Regions from separate parts of the Mus musculus genome. Here all the other regions are linked to region 2. A link is a contact called in public HiChIP or PLAC-seq data. All regions are on one chromosome and are shown on one strand. Each heading gives the region's core, a stretch centred on a gene start, on an enhancer-like site or on the middle of the called end of the contact. The rest is flanking DNA. Distances are from core to core; before and after follow the strand shown.

What was found. HiChIP or PLAC-seq counts read pairs in DNA pulled down with a chosen protein or histone mark.
Region 1: a contact with region 2 is called in a FOXA1 HiChIP or PLAC-seq map of pancreatic cancer cells. The contact joins two enhancer-like sites. A contact is called at or near these places in 7 of 39 promoter capture datasets (the HPC-7 cell line, hematopoietic stem and progenitor cells, hippocampal neurons and 3 more), 2 of 115 datasets of contacts at active chromatin or transcription factors (fetal liver and pancreatic cancer cells) and 1 of 9 other capture datasets (pancreatic islet).
Region 3: a contact with region 2 is called in a FOXA1 HiChIP or PLAC-seq map of pancreatic cancer cells. The contact joins the promoter of Xpo5 here to the enhancer-like site in region 2. A contact is called at or near these places in 6 of 39 promoter capture datasets (the C10 cell line, the SN4741 cell line, hematopoietic stem and progenitor cells and 3 more) and 5 of 115 datasets of contacts at active chromatin or transcription factors (the 230-238 cell line, embryonic midbrain, fibro-adipogenic progenitors and 2 more).

The regions. Positions count from the first base shown.
Region 1 is chr17:46,263,505-46,267,720 of GRCm38.p6, reverse strand. Tjap1 (tight junction associated protein 1) reads left to right here. Exons shown (of 10, transcript NM_001252474.1): 3 at 2,743-2,838; 4 at 3,911-4,032. The coding sequence starts at 3,934. Among named protein-coding and RNA genes, the nearest start is that of Lrrc73, 11 kb to the right of the region's middle. Within about 2 kb of position 1,685, at least 119 of the 459 cell types and tissues checked have an H3K27ac peak or open chromatin away from gene starts, as enhancers often do. A contact at or near this core is called in pancreatic cancer cells, where this site is marked.
Region 2 is chr17:45,607,493-45,611,709 of GRCm38.p6, reverse strand. No RefSeq gene overlaps it. Among named protein-coding and RNA genes, the nearest start is that of Mymx, 7.5 kb to the right of the region's middle. Within about 2 kb of position 1,284, at least 73 of the 459 cell types and tissues checked have an H3K27ac peak or open chromatin away from gene starts, as enhancers often do. A contact at or near this core is called in the SN4741 cell line, fibro-adipogenic progenitors, pancreatic cancer cells and 1 more, where this site is marked.
Region 3 is chr17:46,200,809-46,205,646 of GRCm38.p6, reverse strand. It overlaps Xpo5 (exportin 5), which reads right to left and starts at 2,836. Exons shown (of 32, transcript NM_028198.3): 1 at 2,622-2,836; 2 at 871-992. The coding sequence starts at 2,726. It overlaps Polh (polymerase (DNA directed), eta (RAD 30 related)), which reads left to right and starts at 3,006. Exons shown (of 11, transcript NM_030715.4): 1 at 3,006-3,250.

The sequences.
Region 1 (4,216 bases), core at 436-2,935, 660 kb before region 2:
GGCCACGAGGCTGGCCTTGGCCGTGGCTTGCTAGTGATGACCCAAGGACCCTTCTCAGCTCAGGGCTGAACTCTGGAAAACGTTTAGGTAGAGTTATGCTCAGTCGACGCAGCAACTGGTAGCTGAGGCTCCTGGTGTAAGTGCTCTGATGGCTTCTAACTCACCGTGTTATCCTCTCCCAGCTGGGGACCACCAGGTCCAAATGGACCTTGTTCTTCCCAGGCCTGTCCTATAGTCCAGGGTAGTGATGCTAGGCCCATAGTCTGTCCAGTGCGGTCCCTCACGGGCAAGATCCAGGGAAGTCAGTAGATTGTGGAAATGGAAGCAGAGGTTCAGGTGTCCCAACATGCCCTGATATTTATGGACCTGGGACAGGGAGTGGCACAGATCTGCCTCGAGGTGTGGGGTTGGGGAACCCAGTAGGTTCTCAGTGTTCTCAGTGGATCACCCCTGCTTCTCTAGTCAGGAATGTTTCTCCCCTCGTGACACTGCTAGAAGTAACCTTTCACCCCACCTCCATCCTTAGAGTCTCATCTGCTCTTTGTGTCCTCGCCACACCCACACCATCCCCCAACCCAGACATCTGTTTGATTGCCTCTAGCCTCAGAGAAGAAAAAATGTGCTCATAGTTGCAGCCCTGACTTACCGTCACGGCAGGGCAAGCTATAGGATATGGCACCTCAGTGAGGCATGTCTGCCCACATATAGAATTACCCTGAAAGTGTCTCAGTCCGCCCTGCCTGTCCACTGTTGTCACAAGTGCCCTGGTCCCTAGAAGAGAATGCGAGCCTTGGCAGGAGTTGGGTAGGTAAGTAAAACAGGCTAAGGTGGCAAATCACACCAGGGAGCCTGCCAAGTGAAGGGTTCCTCTGCCTTCTGGAACAGACAAACAAAAAGTGCCATCGAGAGCTGGCCCTGTGGGGAGAAGGCCAGCTCCTGGAAGCTCCCATCAGTTTCTAGAAGCTTTGCCTGGCTCCTCTTTAGTCAACGGCCTTGGTCCTACCTGGTTTCCCAGGCATACACACCCACACATCCACACCTTCAAATGTTAGGCCCTGGTTAACCTACAGTGCTCTGGGACTTTTCTAGGTCCCCTCCCTCAGGCCACAGGAGTCTCTGTGGTTAGATCCCTACTCCAGGTTGAGCACCTACTGGGGCGAGGCCCTCTGGAGGACAGCCCCTGTGGTTGTATGTTGTTTGTTCTCTCACCCCAGGAATGTGGTGTCCTTTCTGGCCCTCCCAGATTCCTGTGCAGGGAGTCAGCCTGACAGCATGCTGCTTGTGCCCTGTGGGGACACGTTCTGCCTCCTGTCAACGGGGCGGAGGCTGGTGGCTCGTGCTTCACTATTACAAGCTCTCCCCCAAATCCAGGCCAGGAACCTTAGAGAGGAGAGTCCTACTCCTGCTTCCCCGCCCTCCTCTGCCCCCACCCTGCTGCCCCAGGCCTGCTGGAATGTGACAGGAGTCATGGCCAGGGCATGTCCCAACAGTAGGAACACATGCTTTAGCCCGCAAGACCGCCTTCAGCCCCCAGCTCTGTAGCTCTGTTTGGGTTGATGGGGGTAGGAAGAGGTTTGTATTTTTTTTTTTTAAATGCTCAGAAAGCCACCTAGGGTTACTGTTTGCACTGATCACTGGCGGCTGCTGCCCCCATGCGGCAGCCCAGCTTATTACAGGTACGCCTCAATCCCGGGAAGCTGAGGGGACTTGGCAGCTCACTTGGCCCAGCCATTGGCAGTGGTGTGTGTAGAGCAGGCTTTGGCAGTGGGGAGCACGTTATCCAAGCGCTTGGAGATGCTGGAGCAGCCTTGGGCCTCAGCTCCCCGGGCTCGGGGTTAAATGTTTTCTCTTTTGAGCGTGTGTCGGTACTTACTTAAGCACAGTGTGCTTGTGGAGGTCATCAGGCTTTGCAGCAAGCATCGTTACCTACTGAGCCTTCTTGCCAGCCCCCCACAGTTACGGTTTATAGACTAGCGGTTCTCGGCCTCAGGGCTGGTGACCTTTGCCTTGCCACCTCCGGTATGCTGGCTGCCCTGTGTGTGGTAGGTTTAGTCGATATTCTGACTTTGACTCACCGGTAGTACCTCCCCATCTGCAGATTGTGAAAATTAAAAATGTCTCTAGACATTTGCCTGTTAACCCTGGGAGAAGCAGGGGGTAAACTCACCCTGGTTGAGAATCACTGCTCTGAACTGCTGAGGTTTGGATTTTGTTTCTCGGGTCTGCCTTCGCTCATTGGCAAGTTTATTGTACACTGTGGTACACAGAAATGGTCTCTGGGCTCATTTAGTCATTGCTAGGGGGTCTGCCGTACCATCGTCATCTTGCTCCTTTGCCAGGCCCTTTGTAGTCTCATTTGTAGTCTGCATTCCCCAGGATTCCCAGCTCTCTGTAGACTCTGAGAAGCCTAGGAGTGAATGGGACACAGACCAGTACCGGCCTATTCCAGAGCAGGGTATGTGCTGAGCGGAGGCAGCGTACGAAGTACATACATAAACACGCAGGCGTTGTTAGGGGAAGCCAGGTACTCGTTAATGCTAGCTGGTTTCCTTTTTGAGTTGATTTCACTTCATAAAGCAGGCTACTCTCAGACTATTGATCTTCCTACCTCTGTCGCTTGCTCCTAAGACCCACTGTGCTGTGGTCTCTTTGCTTACTGTTTTCTGGGAGCCTTCAGGTCCCAGACTGGACAGGCAGGCAGCTGACACCGGGTTTCCACTTTCTCCCCTTCTCTGGTTTCAGGAGCTCTTGGCTAGAGGAAGTAGAGGGGCCGTGGGATGTGGAGAGCCGAAGGCTGATTCCAGGAGAGCAGAACAGAGAGCTGCCAGCGAACAGACGGTATGTCCCGATGAGGCCTGCATTCTATACTTTGTTCTCTTCTGGGAGGCTGGTAGGTGAGCAGCCATATAGGTGCTCTCTTCCAGTGGGAGCCAGCACAGAAAGGAGGTGTGGCCAAAGGGGCTTGGCCTTTGTTGGCAGTGTCCAGAGAGCACTCTCAAGCTTGGAGACCCTTATCCAGGAGCCTGGGCTGGGTCGCTATCCCCAGACTTAGAAGATTTGTTCACAATTTATGGAAGGAAAACCTGAACTTAACATTGCCTAGTGCTGAGCACTGTTTTTGTTTTAGACAGTCTCGCTATGTAGCCCAGGCTGGCATCTGCCTTCCCAGTGCTTTAGATTGCAACTGTGTGTCACTGGCAGTGTCTCTCTGTTTGTTTGTTGAGGCAGAGTTCCAGTGTGTAGGATTGGCCTGAGGTGCACTGTAGACCAGTCCTGGAGCTTCCAGAGGTCCACTCTGCCGGCCTAATGTGGCAGTGCCCTTGTGGACCAATGGAGTCTGCACAGCAGCCTAGGAACTGCTGCTGCTTATACCCTCACCTACTTGAGCAAGATGGATGCTGTGCAGCTCTCTGCCTACAAGGGACAGTGTGGGCTGCTGTTGAGTCTCTCCACCCCACTTAGCCAAGTGTGCTCCTCCTGGGGCCCAGCTGGGAGCCCTTCTCACCTGTCTGTTCTCCATTGGATTCTAGCCCTCATCTCCAGCACTCCCCTGATCCATCCGGCCTGACTCACCAGAGAGCAGCCCTCTAATGACCCAGCGGTAGCTCAGGTCTATCTGCCTGTGGGGTCAGTACACATCCCTGGTCATCTTTGAATGTTCAGGCCAGAGACACCTTAGAACGCCTCTCGTTAGTTTATTTTCTGTGTGAGGAAGTGGGTAGGCACGGGTTGCATGTGCCATAGTGCCACTGTAGAGAAAGGGATGGCGGGGGGGTTCAGTTGTCTCCTAATGTAGGATCTGCTCCTAAGGTGGTCAGGAGCAGGAGGTGCCTAACCCACCGAGCCATCTCAGTGGCCCTTCCAAGGCTCGAGACTACACCTCTGAGCCTGTCTCTGCTTCTCTCAGCAGGAGACGAGCCCATACCTTCCAGGATGAGCAGTGCTGCCCCTGCTAAGAAACCTTACCGTAAGGCGCCTCCAGAGCACCGAGAGCTACGCCTGGAGATTCCCGTGTCCCGGCTCGAGCAAGAGGTCAGCAAGGCTGGGGTCTGGCCCTGGCTGGCAGAAGCAGGCCCCTGAAGGTGTCTGTCAGCTGGCCTCTCAGGCCTGAGGTGCTGGGCATGGGTTAAGGCGAGAGACTCACATTGCTGATAGAGCTGTAGTTGTGCTTGGGGGTGGGGGTGGGGGGCTGTGTGTATGTGTTCACACGTCAGGG
Region 2 (4,217 bases), core at 35-2,534:
CAGGACAGGACCTGGAGATAGAAATTGAAGCAGAGGCCATGGAGGAATGTTGCCTAATGGCTCACTCTTTAGGTTCGACTCCAGCTACCTTTCTAGGATACTACTATTTATTATATATATATATGAGTACACTGTCGCTGTCTTCAGACACCCCAGAAGAGGTCATCAGATCCCATTACAGGTGGTTGTGAGCCACCATGTGGTTGCTGGGAATTTAACTCAGGACCTCTGGAAGAGTGGCCAGTGCTCTTAACCTCTGAGCCATCTCTCCAGCCCACAGGCATTTTCTTAATTGAGGATCTCTCGTCCCAGATATGTCTACATTTGTGACAAGTTATCAAAACCAAAGCCACATAGAAGGACAAAAGAATGCACACTTGAGCAGCCCTGGCAAAGGTCCGCCCTAGACCTCTCATTGTCTGAGCTCCATGCTGTCTTTCTGGTGATCTGAGGAGTTGTCAGAACTGTGTGGAATCTCTGGGGAGATGGGGCAGGGGTGCCTCTTGATAGCCTCAGTCTTTTGTCCCTCCCAGCCTGGTTGGGGGTCCGTTATCGCAATAGTTTGATAGTCAAAGGGAGGGTCTCTTTAGAAGATATTTTCTCCTGCCAGGAAGATTACACCACTGTGCGAGGCTCAGCCAGGAGCTGGAAGAAACTGGTTTCTGCCAGCATTTATTTTTTCCAATTTAATTTTATTTTTTCTTACTTATTCACTTTACATTCTGCTCACTGTTCCCCTCCTAGTCAGCCCCTCCCACAATCCTTCCTCCATCTCCCCTCCCCCTTCTCCTCTGAGCTGGTTGGGGCCCTTGGGTAGCCCCTCACCCTGGCACTTCAAGTCTCTGTGAGGCTAGGTGCTTCCTTTCCCACTGAGGCCAGACAAACAGCCCAGCTAGTGGAACATATCCCACACACAAACAATAGCTTTTTGGATAGCCCCGATTCCAGTTGTTCAGGACCCAATGAAGACCAAGCTGCACATCTGCTACATATATGCAGGGAGGCCTGGGTCCAGCCCATACAGGTTCTTTGGTTGTTGGTTCAGTCCCTGAGAGCCTCAAGGGTCCAGATTAGTCGGCTCTGTTGATCTTCCTATGGAGTTCCTATCCCCTTCAGGGCCCCACAATCCTTCTTCCTATTCTTCCATAAGAGTCCCCAAGCTCCATCCACTGTTTGGCTGTGGGTGTCTGTATCTGTCTGAGTCAGCTGCTGGGTGGAGCCTCTCAGAGGACAACATGCTCCTGGCAACAAGCATAACAGACTATCGTGAATAGTGTCAGGGACTGGTGCTTGCCGGTGGATGGGTCTTAAGGCAGTGTTCTTACCAGCAACGAAAATGCTAGAGGCAGGCTAAGGGGATCCAGTAGGGAAGGTTACTGCTGAACAGAAGAGAAGGAGGTGCACAGGGAAGTTAAGCCCAGGATGGGGTGGAGAGAGACAGAGGATGAAGATTAAACACATTCCTCAGACACAGCCACTGTCTTTCCTTGCCCCACCCCCCTGCTTGATTTTCTCATTGTTGCTAGACACAAAAGCCTGTTTCCTCTCTGGGTCTCCCCAGCCCAGGGACTTGGAGCTACTCCATAGTTGCTTGAGACAGGAATTGGGAAGATATATATATATATATATATATATATATATATATATATATATAGCCAGCTATGAAAGCTGAGGTTGGAAAAGGCGCAGTGTGACTTACTGTGTTGTGTACGTGGTCGGGGGTGGGGGGCAGTGTCACAGCATTCATAGGTATTACGCTTCGGGGCTCTTTGTATTTTGGGGGTTCCCAGAGGGAGTTTTCCAAGCCTGCTTTTTGTTCACGTTGTTCTGTTGCGGTTATTAACTGGCCTGGCAAAAATGAAGATATTCTAATGAAACACTCGTGTCTCTCAATTTAACAAACTTCTAAAGCAATAGAGACTAAAGAAATGAAAGATTTCCCAGCAGCCTGTAAGCTGCCATATCCAACTTGGATCTTTTTAATTGTCCCGCCTTTTTTTTTTTTTTTTAATTCCAGTGTCACCCAAACCAGGAGCTTCTCTCTGGAAGCCCCGCAAACCGAGGCTGGAGGGACCTGATCGAAAATCTGGAGAGATAACGAACCACACTGCGTTGACCTTGGTGCCACGTGGTTCCCAAAGCGCGACCAGAAACAATTTGGGAAACAAGCTTTGAGCCCAGCATTGAGGATCTTCTCAACTAGTTGAGCCCCCTAAACTTAGAAACTAGCTCATCGTGAACTACAGTTTTGTTTTGTTTTGTTTTTTTTCTAGACAGGGTTTCTCGGTGTGCCTCTGGCTGTCCTGGAACTCGCTCTGTAGACCAGGCTGACTTGGAATTCACAAAGTTCACCTGTCTCTCTGCCTTAGGACTGCTGGGATAAAAGGCTAGCCCCACAACCACCAGGTTTACCCCAGTTTGTTGTTATTGTTGTTGTTTATTTTTATTTTTATTTTTCGAGACAGGGTTTCTCTGTGTAGCCCTGGCTGTCCTGGAACTTACTCTGTAGACCAGGTTGGCCTCAAACTCAGAAATCTGCCTGCCTCTGCCTCCCAAGTGCTGGGATTAAAGGTGTGCGCCACCACATCCAGCTGTTTATATTTTTTATAGGTTGGTGATGTTAATGTTTGAGAACCTTTTAAATTTTTTATTTTTATTTTATTACCGAGGCTGGTCTTGAACTCATGAAATCACCACATGACACCAGCAGCCCTTAAGCTCTGATCCTCTGCCTTCAGCTCTGGAATGCTGAGATTACAGCCATGCATTGCTACACTTGTTCTAGCTTTCCTTTCCATAGCCAGAAATGCTTTATCTTGGATTACGGCATAATCTCCAGACCCAGCTTCGGGAATGTGAAACTTTAAAATATATATATTATTTTATAAGCTTATACATGTACACAGTGTATCTTAACCATAAATATCTCTAACAATTCTCCCTTACTCTCCCAGACACCCCTCAACAATCCTCTTCCATCTTTTTTGGTTTTATTTTTGTTTTTTTGTGTCATCTCTTGAGTTTGGATAGTGCTGCCTGCTGCAATGTTGACTGATGTCATCAGCTCGAACTGTGCAGGTCTTGTGCAATTGGTAAGTTTAGTACAAAGCCATGTCATGAGAGAAGACAACATTGCACAACGCTCCTTCTCATCCTTTCCACCTTCTGCTCCATGTGATGTTCCCTGAGTTCCGAGGGGAGTAAATAGCTGATGAGTTAGGAGTCTCTGCTTTGGGCTAGGAGATGGCTCAGGGGTTAAGAGCACTGTATGATTTTCCAGAGGTCATGAGTTCGATTCCCAGTAACCATCTGTAATGGGATTCGATGCCCTCTCTTCACAATAAACAAACAAACAAACAAACAAACAAACAAACAAATAGTCCCTGCTTTAACTGTTGCTTATTGAAGAAAAAAAGCTTAGGGTTAGAGAGAGGGTTCAGCGGTTAAGAGCAGTGGCTCTTCCGGGGGCTGGAGAGATGGCTCAGTGGTTAAGAGCACAGACTGCTCTTCCAAAGGTCCTGAGTTCAAATCCCAGCAACCACATGGTGGCTCACAACCATCTGTAATGAGATCGGATGTCCTTGTCTGGAGTGTTGAAGACAGCTACAGTGTACTTACATATAATAAATAAAAATTAAAATAAAAAAAGAAATTATCTTTAAACTGACCAGAGAGGTAGTCACTACAGCTTCCCTTTGGCAAATGACCCTCCCTTCAACTTTAAAAAAAAAAAAAAAAAAGAGCAGTGGCTCTACCTAGAGGTCCTGAGTTCAATTCCCAGCAGTCACATGGTGGCTCACAACCATCCGTACCATTTTCTGGTGTGTCTGAAGACAGGGTACTTGTCTATTTGTATAACCATAAATATTTATAAGGTGGTTTGGCAGTTGTAAGTTTCCCAGGAAGGCCTACGACCTTCAGAGCCGTCTTACAACCTTCATAGCTGTGGGCATTTGACCAAGTTTTCAGTACCAAGCATGAGTTTGCTCTGTTGGAAACAATCCTCAAATCCAAGGAGAAAGTGGTTGGTTGTTCCTGTAACGTTCATACCAGTATTGCACCAGTAGGCATACCCTGCCTTTCAGGCTAATATGCAGAGGGTCACCTCTGAATAAGACTATATGACTTTCCTCCTGCAGCAGCCTGCAAAGTCTTCCATTGCCGTGAAAGCTAATGAGCAAGGAAAAAACGGGAATGTGACACTTTTAGGGGAAGAT
Region 3 (4,838 bases), core at 1,587-4,086, 590 kb before region 2:
TCAAAAAACAAACAAACAAACACCTTTAAAAAAAGGAAATGATACTTCTGAGGATGGAGAGATGTCTGAGCGGTTAGGAGGACCTGAGTTTGGTTCCCAGCACCCTTGTTGGGCAGCACAGAAACACCTTTAATCTCCAGTGCTTTGTATCTGCACTCACAAGCACATACCCACACAAGTACACATTCATGAAATATAATAAAACCTTAAAGATTCTTGGTGCCAGAAAGATGGCTCCGAGGTTAGCAGCACCTGCTGCTTTTGCAGAGAACCCGAGTTTGGCTGTGACTCGGGTTACACCTGTGACTCCAGCCTCTGTAGGCACCAAGTACATACATGATGCGCATATACATATATATACATGTACATATGTGCCTGTGTGTGTATACACACACACACATATATAAAGTGTATTACTTAGCATTTATATGGGATTTATGTCACAAATTAGCATTTCCCCATCTAGCCATCTATAATAATATACAACTACTTTTCAAAAACAAACCAAAAAAGGTTTTCTGTTTCTTTTTAAAATTTGGCTCTTGAGACAAAGTTTCACTTTGTAGCCCACTATATTAGAACTATGTAGCCTAAGAGCGCTTGAACTTATGGCCATCTTCCTGCTTCAGTTCCTCAGTGCTAAGCATTATAAATGCGACCCACCATGCCTGGCTTGTTGAATACTTAGTATGTGTAACACGCTTTATAGATGTCTTAACTGAAGAAAGACTCAACATCCCGAGTTCTCGCCACATGTTAGTGATCATCCTGTTCATTTCTAGTCACTGGGGAAAGCACCTGTGTGGTCATGAAAGGGTTAACAAGCTACTCTTCTACAGGCTCCAATGGTGGTACCTAAGACTTCCTTACTTGACAACATGCTCCAGGATCTGAAGGCCAAAATGTCTGACGATGGCAATTTGTGTTTTTTCAGCCAACTTCAAGCCACATGGAACACAGATAGGGCATTTTTCTTTAAACTCTTCACAAAACTGAAAGAAGAAACATTAATATTTCCATGGGGAGGCATGAGAGAACAGAGACTAAAAATCCTAAGAAAGGTCCAACCTTATCTGATTTTGTGTGGAACTGGGAACCGAACTGTTCACATGCAAGGCTATCACGACCACACTACATTCTCAGTTTTCTCCCTTTGGTGGGTGTGTGTGTGCGTGCGTGCAGTGTTTTCACACAGATGTTCATGGATGATGGAGCTGCACATTTGAGTGGAAGGCAGAAGCTGAAGTTGAATGTCTTTCTCTCTGCTGTTTTGAGAACCCAGAGCTCAGGATTTGCCTAGACGGGCTGGTGAGTCCACTCAGGGATTTATTTTATCAGTCTCTTCCTCCCCTCCACCTGGATTCCAGTCCTCAGCCATAAACAGGCACCAAAAGCTCCACCCTCTATGCCATCTCCCAGGGCTCTTCTGCTTACTTTGTCTGAGAGAGGAGGTCTTACTAAGTCACTCTGATAGCTGCCTGACTTTGTATCCCCTGCCTTAGTCTTCCCAGTAGCAGGGGTTACCTGCTGTCCTTTTAGCTGTATTTTTAAGATGCGAAAATCTAGATTAGTAATACTGACACTCTCCATTTAGATATTAGTCATGTTAATACTAAACTGGATCTAAGAGAGTACAAAAAAAAATGCTAGAGATATACCCATACAAGTTGAATGTCAACCCCTAGAATTAGCTTTCAAAACTAAGGGTGCCAGGAGGAGTCAGTGAACAAGCAAATCTGTGTATCATCTGAGTTTAGGTCACAGGCCTATTCGGGATCACTCTGGTGCTCTGTTTCTTTGCCTATGTAAAATTCTTCACAATCAAAGACAAAGCAAACAGAGTTGTTTGATTCCAAATCCTGTGCCACATACATCTATATGTTGGCGCTTACTCTAATAGAGAGAAGCTCTGTTGAAGGTATTAGCGTTCCCAAATAGCAAAAGCTGAACTAGACCCTGGCGCAGAGAGCACCCGGGACGCAAGAGAATTACTTCCAGGAAACCAAAGTGCCCCGGTGCAAATAAATGCAAAGCCGGTGGTAAAGCTCGTCTTCGCGCAAAAACAGCCGGAGACTATCTCACAGGTATAAACGAGGAAGGAGCGTCACAAATTAGCCCAGAGATGGCCAAGACTCGAAAGATAGAGGTATGTAAGGATGTAAGAAAATGGACACACGGGGATCTAGAATCAGCACAAGTCTGGAGTGATCAGCAGGGAAGAATGAAGGTGGCACTGGGGCAGGAATTTGCACGTGCGCTCCCGGAACGCCAGGGAATGTGGGGTTTGCCCCGGCGTCAGAGCCGGCACAGCCTGCGTGGGTGGAGACCGCGGTGTGATCTAGAGTGAAGAGAAGTGAGGAGTGGGCAAAAAAGCCACTGAGACATGGCGAGGAGATGTGCAACAGTTAGGGACCCTTGCGTGTGATGCAAAGGCAAGCGCGCAGGCAAGAAAAGACTCAAGTGGGAGGAGGTGAGGGCCGCGACCAGAAGCCACCCTCCCCACGGGCAGTGGGAAGATCAAAGGCCGCATAGGCAGGAGACAAACTGAGTTTGGAGAGGCCGTGAGGGAAGCCTGGGATAGGGTTCTCGGGGCAGGCCCAGGCCGCCAGGACCCCAGCTACCTTGAGGGCTTCCAGCCGGTAGCGCTGGGTAGAGCTGGGGTCCATCATGACCGTCACCGCTTTCACTAGCTCCTCGCACAGCGCGTTCACTTGCTCCATCTCCATGGCTAGAGCCGGGAACCCCACCGGCGTCCCGGGAGCACGAGGTTACGCACAGTTCCCCTGGCGGGACCACACGTTGATACCGGGCCGCGGCGGGCTGGGGGTGGGGAAACGGGAGGGAGGAGCGTGAGTCCCAGAAGTTGGAGCTGGGAAGAACCCAGCGCTGCGCATGCGCCGGAGCCGCCACGGCGCATGCGCGCGCGGAAGTGGCCGCTTCGGGTGACGGCCGCGCCTGGCGGGGCGGGGCTGGGGAACGGAAGTTCCGCGGTGCGCAGGCGCGTCAACCGTCCCTCGCGGCGCGCGCGGTGCTGAACTCCAAATTTCCTCTGGGCTTGCTGTGGGGCGTAAACCTGCAGGCTGGAAGGGCTGTTGGCTCGGCGGGAGCCTAGGGCTACCTACTCGGATCTGTGTTATCAGATTACACTCACTTGCTCCTGGGAAGGCGACGACGACATCTAGACGCTGTCATTGGACTCCGCCCGGAGCCCGCAGCTTCGCTCTTGGCAGTTTTGACAGGTGTCGCCTTGGTAAGGACATTAAAACACGGCTCGGGATCGCTATATCGGATGGCTTTTGAAGCCTTGGCTGTCGCTTTTACTTGGGGGTGACTGGGCCGAAATGAAAAGCATGCTTACTGGGAGAGAAGGCTCTAAGAGTGTCTCTAAGGAGAGTTTTCTTGTAGAAAGAGTTTTTCTTGTAATTTTTAAACCTTCCTCTTCACTGGTCCATATTTTCTCGTGCGTCTTACTACACGACCGACTCCCAAACGTGCTTTTGTACAGAATGGGATGAACTGAGATGTTGGAAAACGCATCCCAACTATACCTCTGGGAGGCTGAGGCAGGAGGATTGCTTCCAGTTTGAGGCCAGACTGAGCTGCAAAGTGAGACCCTGCCTCACGAAACAAAACCCATCCCAAATTTACGTAGTCTTTTACGTTTTGGCATTGTGCAGACTTTGCCAATACATAAAAGTACGAAAGGAACACATAAAAGACTTAAGGCTGTATCATCTCTTATCCTGCATATGTTTTAGGAGGTGTTTTTCCACTTAGTAAATTGTTGCCCTTAAATCACAGCTTCGCTTCCAGTTTTACCTCTGATATTTATATTGAATATGGTACTTATCCTGTATTGATTGCGACAATACATTTGCCACCTTCTAGCTTTATCTGTTCCAGTACTACAGAAAAGCCACGCCAGAGCACAAGGACGCCTGACTTAAGTGTAAAAGGTTTCTAAACGTACGATCATTTTGTTTTAGGTGAGGGGCGAGATTTGTAAGGTGTTAATGCTTTGAACATTCAGTATCTTCTTAATTATTTTCTTTACAGTAATTTTGCAGCTTTGTAGTAGTAGTTGCTTGGCACTGTTTTCAATGTGATTGTTTATTTGAAAAATAACTGTTTAAAGTTACAGTTGGGTGCTAGCTCACTCATCTGTATAACCTGTTTCTTGTATTTAAATCATGAATTTCCTGTGTTTCTGTAAAGTATTATTTGTGATAGGCCATTGGTATGCAAAGCTACTGCACATTGGAATTGTCTCGAGAGCCTTTAAGACTGTCTGCGTCATCTCAGCGTTTGGTGGGAGGAGCAAGCAGCTCGGGGCTCATCCTTGGATGCAGAGCAAGTTTTGAGGCCGATTTGGACTACATGGCATTCAGAACCATTCTTGAAAACAAAAAAAGAAATTGCACAAATAGAAAATCACTAAACATCACAAAGTAGTCCTCACAGGTCGGATCTATTCATAGTTGCATAGTTATTGAAAATTTGCAGAGAAACGGGATATTTACATAGTGTTAGATTATCTTCTTCATTTATGTGTGTCTGTGTTTTCTTCCTACTTTCTATGTAACCCAGTCTGGCCTTGAACTTCAAACCTTTTTGTCTTAGCCTCTTGAGTGCTAGAACTTAAGATCTGTGCCACCATGCTCCATAGCCAAATGTTTCTAAAAAGTATTTCAAGATTTGAAATTTGCTTTTTATGGTGGCACACACCTTTAGCCCCAGTACTCAGGAGGCAGTTTGGTCTACAGAGTGAGTTACAGGGTAGCTAGAGCTACTCAGGGAGACCCTGTCTCACCGACACCCCCAACTCTTCATGAATGCTA